Linked DNA regions of Mus musculus: regions 1, 3, 4 and 5 are each linked to region 2. The links are chromatin contacts, called in public HiChIP or PLAC-seq and promoter capture Hi-C maps. All regions are on one chromosome and are shown on one strand. Each heading gives the region's core, a stretch centred on a gene start, on an enhancer-like site or on the middle of the called end of the contact. The rest is flanking DNA. Distances are from core to core; before and after follow the strand shown. Region 1 holds the start of Fbl (fibrillarin). Region 2 holds the start of Erf (Ets2 repressor factor). Region 3 holds the start of Numbl (numb-like). Region 4 holds the start of Akt2 (thymoma viral proto-oncogene 2). Region 5 holds the start of Ltbp4 (latent transforming growth factor beta binding protein 4).

Evidence for each region. Promoter capture Hi-C pulls out the DNA fragments that hold promoters and counts their contacts. HiChIP or PLAC-seq counts read pairs in DNA pulled down with a chosen protein or histone mark.
Region 1: a contact with region 2 is called in an H3K27ac HiChIP or PLAC-seq map of embryonic stem cells, with 5 times the contacts expected there. The contact joins the promoter of Fbl here to the promoter of Erf in region 2. A contact is called at or near these places in 1 of 39 promoter capture datasets (cranial neural crest) and 2 of 115 datasets of contacts at active chromatin or transcription factors (astrocytes and embryonic stem cells).
Region 3: a contact with region 2 is called in an H3K4me3 HiChIP or PLAC-seq map of embryonic forebrain, with 5 times the contacts expected there. The contact joins the promoter of Numbl here to the promoter of Erf in region 2. A contact is called at or near these places in 2 of 39 promoter capture datasets (cranial neural crest and embryonic stem cells), 1 of 484 Hi-C or Micro-C datasets (embryonic stem cells) and 1 of 115 datasets of contacts at active chromatin or transcription factors (embryonic forebrain).
Region 4: a contact with region 2 is called in a promoter capture Hi-C map of the HPC-7 cell line. The contact joins the promoter of Akt2 here to the promoter of Erf in region 2. A contact is called at or near these places in 5 of 39 promoter capture datasets (the HPC-7 cell line, cranial neural crest, liver and 2 more) and 1 of 484 Hi-C or Micro-C datasets (B cells).
Region 5: a promoter capture Hi-C map of hippocampal neurons shows a contact between it and region 2, with 3 times the contacts expected there. The contact joins the promoter of Ltbp4 here to the promoter of Erf in region 2. A contact is called at or near these places in 4 of 39 promoter capture datasets (cranial neural crest, embryonic stem cells, hippocampal neurons and 1 more) and 1 of 115 datasets of contacts at active chromatin or transcription factors (embryonic stem cells).

The regions. Positions count from the first base shown.
Region 1 is chr7:28,168,400-28,171,099 of GRCm38.p6, forward strand. Fbl (fibrillarin) reads left to right here and starts at 1,349. Exons shown (of 9, transcript NM_007991.3): 1 at 1,349-1,419. The coding sequence starts at 1,410. Gm31024 (a long non-coding RNA gene) reads right to left here and starts at 463. Exons shown (of 2, transcript XR_001778069.2): 1 at 1-463.
Region 2 is chr7:25,249,400-25,252,099 of GRCm38.p6, forward strand. Erf (Ets2 repressor factor) reads right to left here and starts at 1,359. Exons shown (of 4, transcript NM_010155.3): 1 at 1,180-1,359. The coding sequence starts at 1,201.
Region 3 is chr7:27,257,352-27,260,051 of GRCm38.p6, forward strand. Numbl (numb-like) reads left to right here and starts at 1,410. Exons shown (of 10, transcript NM_010950.2): 1 at 1,410-1,610. The coding sequence starts at 1,587. It overlaps Coq8b (coenzyme Q8B), which reads left to right. Exons shown (of 15, transcript NM_133770.2): 15 at 1-598. The coding sequence ends at 174.
Region 4 is chr7:27,590,114-27,592,813 of GRCm38.p6, forward strand. Akt2 (thymoma viral proto-oncogene 2) reads left to right here and starts at 1,439. Exons shown (of 14, transcript NM_001110208.2): 1 at 1,439-1,766.
Region 5 is chr7:27,332,396-27,335,095 of GRCm38.p6, forward strand. It overlaps Ltbp4 (latent transforming growth factor beta binding protein 4), which reads right to left and starts at 1,253. Exons shown (of 30, transcript NM_001113549.1): 1 at 960-1,253. The coding sequence starts at 1,209. All of the region lies in intron 1 of Gm30543 (a long non-coding RNA gene), which reads left to right.

The DNA.
Region 1 (2,700 bases), core at 99-2,598, 2.9 Mb after region 2:
CAGTGCTGGATGCTAGGGTGATTTGTCACCCTGGCAACCATCCAGCCCTTCCCTGGCACTTGGCTGCCTTGAATGACTACCATCCAAGCAAACCCCTCTTGGCAGCCAGCTGGTCTACTGTCATGGCAGCCTGGCAGCTCTTGAATGCTCCACAGACACCTCCAGGAAGCTATACTGCATGGACCACCACTTAATGCTAAAAGACAACTCCTGCTCTAGGAGGCACTATCCTGGCCCTGACTATCCCCAAGAGTTTAACATGGACTTTTTGCCATCAGAAGCCTCTATAATCCTTGGCAGCCACTTCACCAAGGCCAGAGGGAAACCATTTCCCCTGGTAACCCAACAAAAAGTCAGCGGTTAGTGCAAATGATCTTTCAGTTGCACGGAAGGCTGTAAGTTCTGGCTATTAGGACGCTTCTTCTGGAGACCGGTCGCTCCTGTGCTGCCTCCTGGTGGTGCAACATTAACACTGGGCCTTCTGCAACAGTTGTTGCTCGACTGATGTGATCTTTATCAGTAGGGTGGGCTGAATTCATGACCTGAAGAGGAGGAACAGAGGCAGAAACAACTGCAAACCAGCAGTGGCCTGGGAGCAGCTGCGACAACATTTGGGTGAGTGAAGATTTCCAGTAAGAGGCCAGGGGTAGAGAGCAGAAGCAGTGAGATGCCTGTTCTTCGCTGTAAAGGAGGGAGCTCTTTGAGCGGAAAAGGAAAAGGAAGGAGAAATAGAAAAGCGAAGTGTACCATAGGAGATCCCGAGTTCCAGCTCAGCCTGGACCCCACTGCAAAACCCTGTCATAAAATACAAACCTCAACAACAAACAGAAACATAAGGCTGTGCTGGAGAGATAGCTCAGCTGTGAAGAGAACATAATGCTCTTGATGAAGACTCAGGTTCGGGTCTCAGCACCTATTTGGCGGCTCACAATTAATTGCCGGTAACTCTAGTTCCAGGGGATCTGACGCCTTCTCCTGACTTCCATGGCGTATGCGTGGTGCACAGACAGACGAATATGCAAGCTAAACACTTCTAAGGATAAAATTTTAAAAATTTAAAGTCTTTGAAAAATAATAAATTTTTAAAAATCGGTATAACCCCTGATTCCTGGAGTGCTAGCATAAGTGAGAGGAAAAGTCGCAGCGCACTTGTGATAAAATTTGCCACTCTAGGAAAAAGTGAGGAGCGTAGAGACACGACAGAGCCGGAAAAGGATTCAGAACTCCCACCCAAGGGGCCGACTCCGACTTCCGGGAGACGGGACGCGCGTCTAAGGGGCGTGGTTACGCGCTTCCGTCACTCGCCGTGCGTCACCGCGCGCAGGCGCTCCTTTCCACGTGCGAAAGCCTGAGACTCGTGGAGTCGGGGACGCCGCAGGTTGCCTGAATCGCGCGACCAGAACGCAGTAATGAAGCCAGGTAAGGACCACGGTGCGGGCAGGAGTCGGGGGCTCTAGGCGCGGCGGGCGGGGACCGCGGCCGCTCGGGGCCGGGGGATGTGGCCGTGAGCTCGGCTCACCGGCCGGCCTACAAGCTTGCCGCCTCAGAGCGGCCGGTGCGGCCCTCCAGACCCTGACCCAGAGTTGGGGCTTGGATCTCCGAGCATTGCTTTAGGGGATCCGACTTGGGTCGCAGATGAAAGGGCCCCTGTCTCCACCCCAAGCCTTCCCTGTTGCCGCCGTCACCCACTGTCACTCCCTGTCAACGATACCTTGGTCCCCAACCCAGCTTCCCCCCGGGTAAATGAGGATCTCCGGCTCCGTGGTGTGCGGCGCTCGCGTGCACAGGCTGGCGCTCGCCGCGCTTCCGGGAGGGGCGGGACCCAAGGCTTGTAGGAGTAGAGGCTCTGGGGACCTGGGAGTCCCTGCTCTGTAGTGAGAGCGACTTTACTAGCCCGGCTATTAGCGGGGTAGGTGATTGGAATTGAGAGGGGTTGGTTTAGGTTTGGATTTTGAGAGCGTCTTGTCACGTGATCCTAGCTGGCCGAGATCCACCAGCCTTTACCTCCAGAGTACGGGGATTAAAGGCGTGCGCCACCACGGCTGGCCTGACAAATGTATCCATCTCACCTATTTCCCGCGTTTTTTTCTGATGAGCCCACTGTATGGTGGATGATGGCGAGAGTTCTGGCTTTGACAATAGAAAGTTCTCGTTTCTCTCTTGAGTTCTTAATGGATAAGTGGTTTTCTTGGTGATAGGTTACTCTGGGCTGTCAATCCTAGCACTCGGAAAGCGGAGACAGTTAGATAATGAGTTTGTAACACCAGTCTGTTCTACATTAGTCGTGATAGCATGAGCTTTTCCTGTTGCCGAAGGATCAGTTTTCACCACTGCAGGTTTTTGTCTGGCGTGGACACACATGTTCCTGTGGACAGATGGAGAGTAAGTCACTGCAGGCGATAGTGACCCATCTCTCCCTCCCAGACATGTTGAATATCTATCTGGGGCTCTGTTCTGGATGTCTGGGGAAGTAAGGTGGAGGGATTGCTAGTCTGGATGTTCTCCTGGCATCCTGTGATTTGTGCTTTCCCCTCAACCTTTCTCCATCACACGATAGAATGAGAATTGTTGAACAGTCGAATCTTCTGTGACAGTTTGTGTCTTGAATACGAAGCAGCTTTGGGGGAGATTGTTTTAAACAGAGGTGTGCTACAAAGTATGGTGGACGATTCTCAACAAGGTCCTTTATTTTCATGTTTG
Region 2 (2,700 bases), core at 109-2,608:
CTTTAAGAGCCGCCCCCACCCGCCGAGCAGGGAGGTGGGGTGGGTGGGCCGGTCGGGGCACACACCCGCACATAGGAGCCGGAGCCGCGGCCGCCGCCGGGGGAAGGAAACAAGTTTGAACAGCGGCGCCCGGCCCCCTTCCCCCTCCCCTCGTCCCCGCCCCGGGCCGGATTCCGACGGGGCAGACGGGCAGGGGGCGGCGAGGCCCCCTCCCCCCGCGCGCCCGGGCGCAAAGTCCAGCCTGTGCGAGCCCGGGGGCGGCGGGGGAGGGGAAGGGGGAAAGTCCGAGTGGGAGGGGGGGTTAATCCTGCTGCCCCCCGCCCGGCGATGGGGGGGGAGGGGAATCCTGGCCCCTTAAGGAGGAGCAACTTGGCGGGGAAGAGAGGGGCGGAGGGAAAAGACGGCCCGCTGAAAGAAGCGCAGGATCGGGGAGGGGGAAGGACGAAGGGAGAGCCTCTGCATTCCCCCCCCCCCCCCCATCTTTCCCACCCTCCTCAACTCCCAGCCTCCGCCCGCGCCGGAGGAGGGTACCCAAGTCTCCCCTGAGCCACCTTAAAGCCGCGCGTTCTAAGGTCGGAAACAAAAAGTTCCTTTTTCGAACGTTCGGGCTGCGCTTTGGAACTTTGCGACTCAGTCCGGGCGGGGGAGCGAGGAGACGGACGGGGGAGGGGCGGTGCAGCCCGGACCCCGAGTCCCGTGTTCCCCTCTCACGCCCAGCTCCAGGCCATCCCGTATCCCGCTCACCGGGTGCTGGGCACGCGCTGCCGTGAAGGTCACGGGCCGGACCGCGCAGCGCAGAACCGAGCATAGCGGGTCCCTGTACAGAACCCCCACCTCGCACCGCACACGTCCCGGCCCCCGGAGTGCAACGTGACAGAACGACAGGGAGGGGACTCTGCCACCCCAGTGATCCCGGGAGAACCCAGGTTGCCGAGTCCGGGAAGGGAAAGCCCAGCACCCGCAGCACCCATACCATTCCGAAAGGATCCACAGAATTGGGGCTCCCAGGCAGCACCCCAGCTCGCGCCTCTAGAAGCAACAGGTCTCGAGTGCTTGGGGGTCCCCAAGAACTGGGTATCAATCGGGCTCCCCAGAACCCCTTCAGCCCCCACCCAAAGTTTTCCCTCCCGGTTTCCCGGGGCAACAAGTCTCCCCCACACGTGCTGCCCCCGCCCCCACCTGTGTCCGCCGGGGTCTTCATGCTGGGGGGCCCGGGGCAAGGCGCCCCAACTCCGGGCCGCTGCTCCTGGCGCCCGCGTTGCCCCGTCCCGTCCCGCGCCCGTTGGGACGCCCTCGCCGCCGCACCCGGCCTCGCCTCTCAGAGCCTCTCCCCTCCCCGCCGCCGCCTCCCGGGTTAATATCGCACTCCGGGGCCGGGACGCCCACGCCCCCCGGCCGGCGACGTCACCGCCGCGTCGCCATGGAGACACTGTGCCCGCCCCCTCCCGCGCACTCACACACGCTTGCCGGCGCGCAGCCACTGAGGACCGGCCGGCTCTTGGCTTAAAGGGGCCGCGCGGCGGGGGGGGGGGGGGGGGGAGGAAGGGCAGGGAGGGGCTGGGGAGGTCCTGGGGGTCACGACCCTTCTTGGAGGCTCTAAGTCAGAAGAACTTAAGTCTTCAGCACTCAGTACCTGCTGCCTCTCTTCTGCCCTTTCCTGGCTCCAGAGTTTCTTTTGGGACCTTTTTGGAGGAAAGGAATTATATGAAGGGGGACGATCAGAAATTTTTGTGGGGAAGGGGCAGAGTCTTCTCCGCAGGGGGGCGGAGTCTGGATCTTGGAGGATGATCAAGAGCACAGCCATTTCCCAGCCTGAGTTTACCCAACCCCCTCAACCCCGAGCCTGAAAGAGGGCAGCTGTCCAGGGGTGGGGTGGAATGGGTGGGAAACATTTCCCAGCATCGGAAATGGGGAGGCGGCTGTACCCTCGACTCCTGTGGAGATGGGGTCTTGGCCTTCCTGATAGACCCAGTCCAGCTGGGGAGGAAGTGACCAGAATGCATTCGGGAGCCCCCACAATCACCACTGTCCCTTAGGCTGCAGCTGTCCTGGGAACGCGGCCGGAGGTACCCCCACCTCCACACTGGAGCAGGGGGTTCCGGAGATAGTGCCAGGATGCTGGGGGCGACCCAAGTCTGAACAAATGTGCTCCGGAGGAGCATTGGGGGTCGCCAGGAGAGAGGAAGACAGGGCTTAAGACCAAAGGCCCGAGCGTAGGGGAAGTGTTAAGTCTGTGTTCGCTGCAGCAGATAGGAGGAATGGATGGAGCCTGAGGCTCGGGAAACAGGAAATCGGGGTACCGATCGGATGCAGGTAGGCAGCCTGCTACTGGGTAGAGGGGAAGCAGAGCTATATTCTCATAAACTAAACCTAAACAGTCTCAGGGAAATAATGAAAAATAAACCAACCGGAGTTACCAAAGGAAGAGATAGGGGACTAGGAGACTGAAAAGATGATGAATCAGAGCCGTGAGATGCGGCAAGCAAGAGGGAAGGCCTATCTGGCTCAGGCTATAGGTGCTTAAGGCTTCAAACCCAAACTTCTCCGTTGTTGGGTTCCTATTCAGCCTTTAAACCAGCTCACGGGTGCTAGAGAGAAGTCTCATGCCTCCTCCTTAGGGAGACCATGGCCTCCAGGGAAGTGTCACCCCTTTGGGAATTATGTAACCTTGCCTACGGACAGTGCAGCTCCCCACGGATA
Region 3 (2,700 bases), core at 160-2,659, 2.0 Mb after region 2:
CACCGGCTGCGCCCACCGCCTGAGGAGACCTATGCTCTACACCGCAAGCTAGCTGGGGCTTTCTTAGCCTGTGCCCGTCTCCACGCCCACATCGCCTGCCGGGACCTCTTCCAAGATACCTACCACCGCTACTGGGCCAGTCGCCAGACACTGCCGCTGCCAGCAGCCTCCTGACTAGGGACCTCCCTGCCGACCCCACCATGACAGATTCCATCCAGGGATACCAGCTCCACAGCAGGCAGTCCCCTCCTCCTCTTTCTTGGTCTCCAGAACCTAGTTTCTTGCCTTGGATCTTTGGGCCCCTGGAGTTAGCTCCCTGATCCTAAGTGAGCAACCTTGAATTCTGAGGCTAGGAGCCAGCAGAATCCTGCCACCATCTAAGTGAGCCTTGGGTCCACTCTCATGTGAAGGAGACGCCCCTCGGCCCCAGGTCTTCCAGGATCTGCAGGGGAGATGGTGGCTGTTGGGGGCGGTCCTCACCTTTGCCTCCCTTGCTCCTCTACCAGCTGCCTTCTTCCCGGGTTCCAGCCTGTGTATTGGAGGGTGGGGGTGGGTGCTGATCCTTTCCTCCGAATAAAGGCACCCTTTCCCTGCCCCCAGTTCTTTTCTCTCTGTGCTAAGGGGGAGGAGCTCACAGGCAGCTCCAGGTGCAGATGGCCAGACCCCCCACCCCACCCCCTTGTCTAGGGCCATCTGTTGCAGGGAACCTCCTCCGCCCCCCCCCCCACGTGCTGACCACCTGCTCCAAGGGCTGTGGCAGCTGAGAAGTACCCTTCTATCACATACTCGCCCCCCCCCCCACCCCCCAGCTTCAGGCTCCCTCCTGTTCCTGACAACCTCGCCTTTGCTAATGGGCCCTAATGCCCCTAACAGCTGCTCTGCCAAACCTACAGGACAGGGGTAGGGGTGCAGCTGAGTCCAGAACTAGGACCTGGTCTAACCCAATGCCCACTTCTCGCAAGCCAGAGTGATCTCCCTCCAGGACTCCAGGGTCTGTTTCTTTTCCTTCCCCTCCTCTCCCCTCCCCTCGCCTGCAAAAAGTGCCTCGTCACCGCTTCTGCCCGCCCCCGCCGGGCTGGGAGAACCGTGGGGTTAAGCAAGATTTGAGGACGAGGCGCCTCCCAAAGCAATTCTTCAGAAGCAGAACCATAGGGGATCTGAGGTCAGGGGTTATGGAAGCAAATAGAACCTGCGCCTCAACCTGAGAGGCACTCCTCTAGGGATGCGTGCAGGTTCCCGCAAGGCCAGACCAAGGGGCGGGGCGGGCCGGCCTTTGCTTGGGAGGAGACCCGGTAGTGTTTATGTGGGGGCGTGGTCTGCGGGAGGGCGGGGTTATCTTTTGCATATACAGCAGGCGGCGGGCCAATGGGCGGGGTCGGGGCGGGGCGCCGAGGGAGGGATGCTCCCCCGCCCCCGGAACGGAATCCTCCCGGGAGCCGAGCTGGCTCGCGCGCTTGCATCCCGCACCAGCCGCCGGCCCCGGGCCGGGCCCGCGTCAGACCGAGCCGCCGCCACCACAGCAGCAGCAGCACTCGGGAAGCCGGGCCCAACCGGGGCCGCGGGAGGCGGGGGCGCCCGGGCCCTGGATGTCCCGCAGCGCGGCGGCCAGCGTGAGAAGGGCGGGCTCGGGGGGCTCGGGCCGGGGGCGGCGCCGCTGCTGATGTGGCGAAGGGTGGGAGGCGGCAGCAGCGCCCGGATGGAGAGAAGATGCCAAGGCTGGAAAGGGTGGTCCTGGGTGGGGGTCCGGGAACAGGTTCCTGGCAATCCCAAACCTGCCAGACTGGGGTCTGGTCCAGCACAGGCCATCTCTGCGAAGGCCCTGAAAATAGGGATCCTGGAATACAGATTCCCCCCAAATCATGGACAGGGCTACATAAATTCTAGGTAAAACTCCCTGGGCAAGGTTTGGCGTTCAGGGTCCGGATACGGTCCCCTTTATCAAGCTGAGGCCTTAACTGAGCCGATTCCAGACAAAATCAGTACTCTTCCCTGCTAGAGGGTTTCTTTGAGCACAACAGCCCCCTGGGCGATGTCTTGAAGATGAAGTCCCTGGATAGAGCTGCCAAGGCTAAGGCTCTGGGGGATGGGGGGGCGGTTTCCAAGTACTGTCTACTCCCTGGGGTCCTGGATCCAGCCTGTCCCCCCAAGCCCTTGGGCGGTGTCCCAGGCAAATCCCCTTCTCAGAACAAGGTCTCTGTGTCTGAAACTCCACCCCAGCGTGAATAAAATAAGGAGAATTTCAGGCATTCCCCTACCCCACCTCCACCCCATGCTTAGTCAGGGGTCTCAAGACATTGGTCTCCTAGGCCACCCCTTTTGTCCCTAGGGCTGCTCAGCGTCTAAGAGAGGCCCCACCCGGAGACAATGCTCAGCTTTCCCTTGCCCCCCAGGCTCCAGGATTCAGCCTGGGCTGGGGGCGGCTCCCCAGAGACGGGTGGAAACCTGTCTGTAGCCTCTGTGGTGACCAGCGGCTTTGTGTGGTTGTGTGTGTGTGTGTGTGTGTGTGTGTGTGTGTAAGGGTTGGGGATGTGGCTAGAAGTGTGATCTGGTGTTTGTGTGACTGTAGCTGTGTGTGTGCTTGCATTACAGCTGGCAAGGATGAGGTATCCTGCGTTGTCTGCCTGCATGCTTGTGGTTGGATGTGGTGATGTCTGGTGTGTGTGTGTGTGTGTGTGTGTGTGTGACCGTGGATGTGATGGC
Region 4 (2,700 bases), core at 189-2,688, 2.3 Mb after region 2:
TGGCGCTGACTACAGTGGTCAGAAGCTGTAGCTCCAGTCTGATGCTCTCCTCTCTGGCTCCTCACTTGCATCTACTCCATCCCCAATAATTAAGGGAAACCTTGAAATTTCAAGGTCTTACTATGAATCCCAATCTGGCATGGAATTCTTAGTCCTCTTGTTTCAGGGTCTGCAGAGGTGGGTTACAGCCGTGCAACCTATATACCTTTTTTTCTGTGAGCGATTTTCTGTGGTTTTAAGTCTTACATGGGCTCAAGTTACTCCATATGAGAAATTATAAGTCCCACATTTATTTAGATATATATCATGTGCAAGTGACATTAATATTTTGAAGTCACAGTTTAATAAGAACTGTTTTCGTAAGATAATCCAAGGTTATTTGTGTTTTGAAGATGTGGATTCTTGAGATGTGGATACAGAAGTCAGCCCATAGTTACAGAAGAGGATATTCTAATGTGGGGTTATGTGGCTCAAAGCTTGAGTGCAACATCTTTTTTTTTTTTTGAGACAAGGTCTAGCTGGCCTGCCCCAACATCCAGAATGATGCAGTAACAGACCTGTTGCCATACCCTGCTTTGTGCTTGATCTTAACTAACTTGTTTTGGGTCTCTATAAGTAAGCATCTAGGAGCCTGGCAGTGGCAGGCCAGGCCTTTAATCCTATTGCTCAGAAGGCAGAAGCAGGCAGATCTCTGAGTTCAAGACAGCTTGGTCTACAGGGCGAGTTTCAGGACAGCCAGGGCTATACACAGAAACCCTGTCTCGAAAAACCAAAAAAAAAAAAAAAGTCAGGCTGGTAAGATGGCTCAGCGGTTAAGAACACTAACTGCTCTTCCAGAGGTCCTGAGTTCAAGTCCCAGCAATCACATGGTGGCTCACTACCATCTATAAGGGGATCTGATGCCCTCTTCTGGCCTGCAGATCAGAGCACTCATACATTAAGTTAAAAAAAAAAAAAAAAAAAAAAAGAAAGAAAAAAAGAAAGTCTAGGACAGTGTTTCTCAGTCTACCTAATGTGACTCTTTAATACAGTTCCTCATGTGGTGATCCCCCAAACATAAAATTATTTTCGTTGTCACTTCATAACTAATTTTGCTATTCTTATGAATCATAATGTAAATATCTGAATTTTCCGATGATCTTAGGCAACCCCTGTGAGAGGTTCCCAAGTGAAGAACCGCTGGTCTAGGAACTAGGAAGGCAGGAAAGAGAAGAATAAAACAAGATCAAAGCATATGTAAATAAAGCCCTTTGATTGCCGGGAAGTAATCACTGGGCCTTCGGGGAAAGCCTACTTGTTGGTGTCCTACTGCGCATGTGTAATGCTACCCCCCCCTCCGCCCCCCCAGCTCAGAACGGGGCTCTTAAAAAAAATAAATAAATAAAAAGTTAACGTGACGGGTGCCTAAAGTACGCAGGCGCGCTGCCTTGAGCCTGCCTGCCTCCTAGTTCCTGCGCTTGCGGTCTGATGTTTTCTGAGGCCATTCCCTTGGTCTACTACGTCAGTTCCTGTTTGTGGCTGGAAAAGGCGGTATTTCCGGCCAGCGGGTGGGAGGGGGCTGTGAGTGGGGGCTGGGGGCTGGGGGGAGGGGGCGGGGGGGCCCGCGCTGCGCGAGCCGTTGGGCCTGACTCCGAGAAGGCGTCGCCGCCGCCAGCACTGCCGCCGTTGCTGCCGCCAGTTCATAAATAAGGAGCGGGAACGAGCTCAGCGTGGCGATGGGCGGGGGTAGAGCCCGGCCGGAGAGGCTGGGCGGCCGCCGGTGACAGGTGAGTACGCCAGCGCGTGTCCCCAAGCGCCCTCCCCTCCGCGATGGTCGCGTCCTGGCCCCCCGTGGGGCCTCGCTGGGCCGTACCACCCGTGCCCGCCTGGCGGGGACCACGGACCTGGAGGCTCCCCCCCTCTTCCGGAACGGAGTGGGGGCGCCTGCTGCGGGGCTGGGGGGGACAAACCCAGAGGGACGCGGGGCGGGTGCCGTGGTCCATACCACTGCGGCGGCGGGGGGAGCTCTCTCTGAGTGTGCGGGCTGGGGGCTGCCCTCGGGGACATCGGGGGAGACAGCTCCTTCTCTGTGGTGCCAGCCTGTCCAGCTTTTGAGGCGCTCACCGTGTCAAGTGCCGCTTGGGTGCTTTGGGAGCCGTTCCTATAGTGCACTTAGAGGGATGGGAGCTTCTGGAGAGGGGTCTGGGCCCAGGGTGGCCGTGTTGGGGCAGTCAGGGTAGTACCACCTAGACACGAGAGAGCAGTCTTTGTACTTAGAGGAGAACAGGGTCGGGTGGAGGGCTGTGATGTTTATCATCTTTGAGGCACAGGGTGCTGGGAGGCCCGAGTGAGTGTTAAGGGGCGTACTTTTAGGGGTGTGATACTGAGTGGGCGAGGAGCGCTTTTCTCTTCCTGTAATATGCAGGGGTGGGCGTTTACACTCAGCTCACCCTTTCTTGAACTTCTTTATGACTTTGGGGAAAACGGGATCGTTACTGGGCTGCTTTTTATCATGGGGTTGTCCACTCACCACTCCAGAACCCTCTCAGATTATTTCTCTTTAAGGTGTGTGGGACATCCTTTGGCAAGTTCTTTGCTTCCGGGGGTGGAGATGTGTTTTAGAAGTCACTGAAGTTTTCTGATCTCTAGTCTGGCTCCCTACTAGGAAAGGGAGGGGCTATCGGGCTTGGATAAGGAGAAGTGCCTCTGGACCTGCCTGTC
Region 5 (2,700 bases), core at 3-2,502, 2.1 Mb after region 2:
GGTCAGCCCGCCTTCACATGTTCCTCCTTGTGCCTCCAGGGGTTTGGCACCCGTCTGGGCACGGCGCCTGGCACGGGCGAGTTGGGGCTGGGCCGGGAGAGAGTGAAGGAAGGAGGGAGGAAGGGGCGGAGAGAGGGAGTGGTAGCGGGCGGGGGCTCGGGCGGGAGATGAGCTCACGCCGGCCGGGTTGGGCTGGCTGGGGGCCAGCCTGGGCGAGTTCTCGGCGCCAGGGGCCCCACTCCCCATTCCGGAGGGCGTAAGGGGTGAGAAGCAATGAAAACCCGACCCCCAAGTCCATCCCCACACTCTGGGCTAGCAGGTGGCGCACCCTCCTGACCTCACCTGAACCCCAGAATGCTCCCCTTGTCTAGAGGAAGCTGAAGCGCAAGCCGGTCCCTTCCTCCCCCAGGGGGCGCCCTTTCCTCAGGCCTCCTATCTGGATATCTGTCGCACGTGGAACCGCTGTAACTCAGGTCTTGCCGAAAGGCACCCCGTCTTTCCTGGGTCCCCTCCCGCTTAGCTCTTCATCACAAGCAGTCCCATGCCAGACTTTCCTAGTCTTCCCCCACTCAAAGACAGACCTAGAAACTTGAGATATGCCCCACCACCCCATGCGACTCTGAAACACTCCTTGCTGACCCACTACGCACAGTCTGCGAATTTGGGCCCCATCTCAAAAGTTCCCAGATCCTAAGATCCTCGCCTTGACTGAAAGGGATGAAAGCTAGTCTCAGTCCGTTCACGTGGGACACCACAGTTCCAAAAACACTCAATGCTCCTGAAATCAGCGCCCTGGAGATCCACTCCCCAAATAAGGAATTCAGAGCCCCCTTCCTCAAAGACCCCACGGAGTCCCCAGCATTTCTGTACATGGAATCTGGGCTCCTGCTCCCTAAGGCATTGTCTCCAGGGTCCTCCCTCCGGGCACTCCTCCCTTGGGAGCACCATCCCGCACTCACAGGCGCGGAAGCCGGGTCCCCCCGGGGCCGCCCCGCCGGGCGCGCCGCTGTCCACGCTGGTGGCGTTGCGGGGCGCGCAGGTCGGGGTACAGCGGGAGCCAGTGGGCCCGTGGATGCAACGCAGGCCGCACACAGCGGGGGTGAAGCGCACGCGAAGACGCTCTCGGGGTCGGCCCAGTACGGGCTGCGGCCCCAGCTGCGCCAGCAGCACCAATAGCGACACCCAGAGCAGCTGCGCGCCGCCCGCCATGGCTGCAGCGCCGCGCTCCACCGCGCCGCCGCCCCAGCCCGCCCGAGGGGCCCGGCCGCGCCCGCCCGCTCGCCCGCCCGCCCGCGGGGGAGGGCGGCCGCGCCCCCGCTCAGCCCCCCCTCCCCATCGCTCCCTCCCGGGCGGCCGCGCGGGGGCGCGTGGGGCTGGGCGCTTAGCCAGAGGCGCGAAGGCTGGGCGCTAGACTCGCAGGGGGGAGGGGAGGGCGCCCCCTCTGCTCCCACCCGTGCTCCAACAAGTGGATGGGGCCTATGGGGAGTAGCAGGGAAGGGAACAGGTGGGGGCGGGCGGGTTTGCTCCCAGAGAGAGTTGAATCCATTGAGAGGAAATCCATTAGAGTAATGGGGGCCGCATTTGGGGAGCCAGCTGAAGACTGATCCTCTGACCAGGCACGGGGGTAGGGGGTGGGGGGGAAGAGGCTTCATCTAGATAGAGGACAAGGATGGCACATTTGGGCAGCAAGATGGTACATCTGTGGGTGACGAGAAGGGTCGGTGTACAGGACACATAAAGGAATTAGAGGAGCTGAATTCTGGAGAGGAGACTAAGGCGCTTACACCTGAAGACGCCACAGCACACCAAGACTCTCTACACCTGGTGGGAGAGGTCAGAATGAATAAAGCTGTGGGCGGGGGTCCTCACATCTGGCCTGGGGCACACATCTGGAAAACCTTAGGAAGGAGGGGGATGCATCTGGGCTGAAGGCCACACAGCAGGAGAGGGCTTCTGAGGGTAGTTGAGTCTATAGAGTGCTCTAATCTGGGGTACCGGGCTGTAGTAAAAGTAGGGTCAAGGGACGGTCTGGCATGTAAGAGGGAAAGGTCTTTGGCCCCCAGCCGTCCCGCAATCTTGGGCATTTTGTGCCGGGGCAGGCGCCAACCCGCACAATCGCTTTTGTTGTCTGGACTGGTTCAGCCTCGCTCTCTGCTGGGCGAGTTGCCCCCCTCTTCAGCCACGGGAGCCCGGACGCCTGGCTTCCCGGCCCCACCCTGATGGGTCAGCGCCTTTGGCCTGCGTCTAGTTCTGTCCCTGGCTCACCTCATACTGCCGGACGCAGGGGTCCCTAGAGGTGGCCGCATCCTGGGGAGTGGGGTGGACCAAGCTACAATAGGGGACTGGTAGGCGGCGGCAGCACCGTGGGAACCAGACGGCTTTATCTGGCCCGGAACCACCCCCCTCCACCCCCTACACGGAGGAAGGGCGGATGTTCTTACCCCGGGCCTGGCCGGCAGGGGCGCGATGTGGGGGCCTTCTTTTCAGCAATGCCCGGGCCCACGGCCCTCGGGGCCGCCTTTGCCTCAGCAGAGCTCGGGCCTCCTGCAAACTAGGTGGAAGAGGGTGGAAGAGGCTGTCACTACTATTAAATTGGCCTCCTCACCTCAAGGGGGGGGGGAACCCTCCTAAGCCAGGAGCACTTCCAGGAGTGGGTTTGCCCAACATTGCCCCCAGCCCTTTTATTGGGAGCAAGGCTTG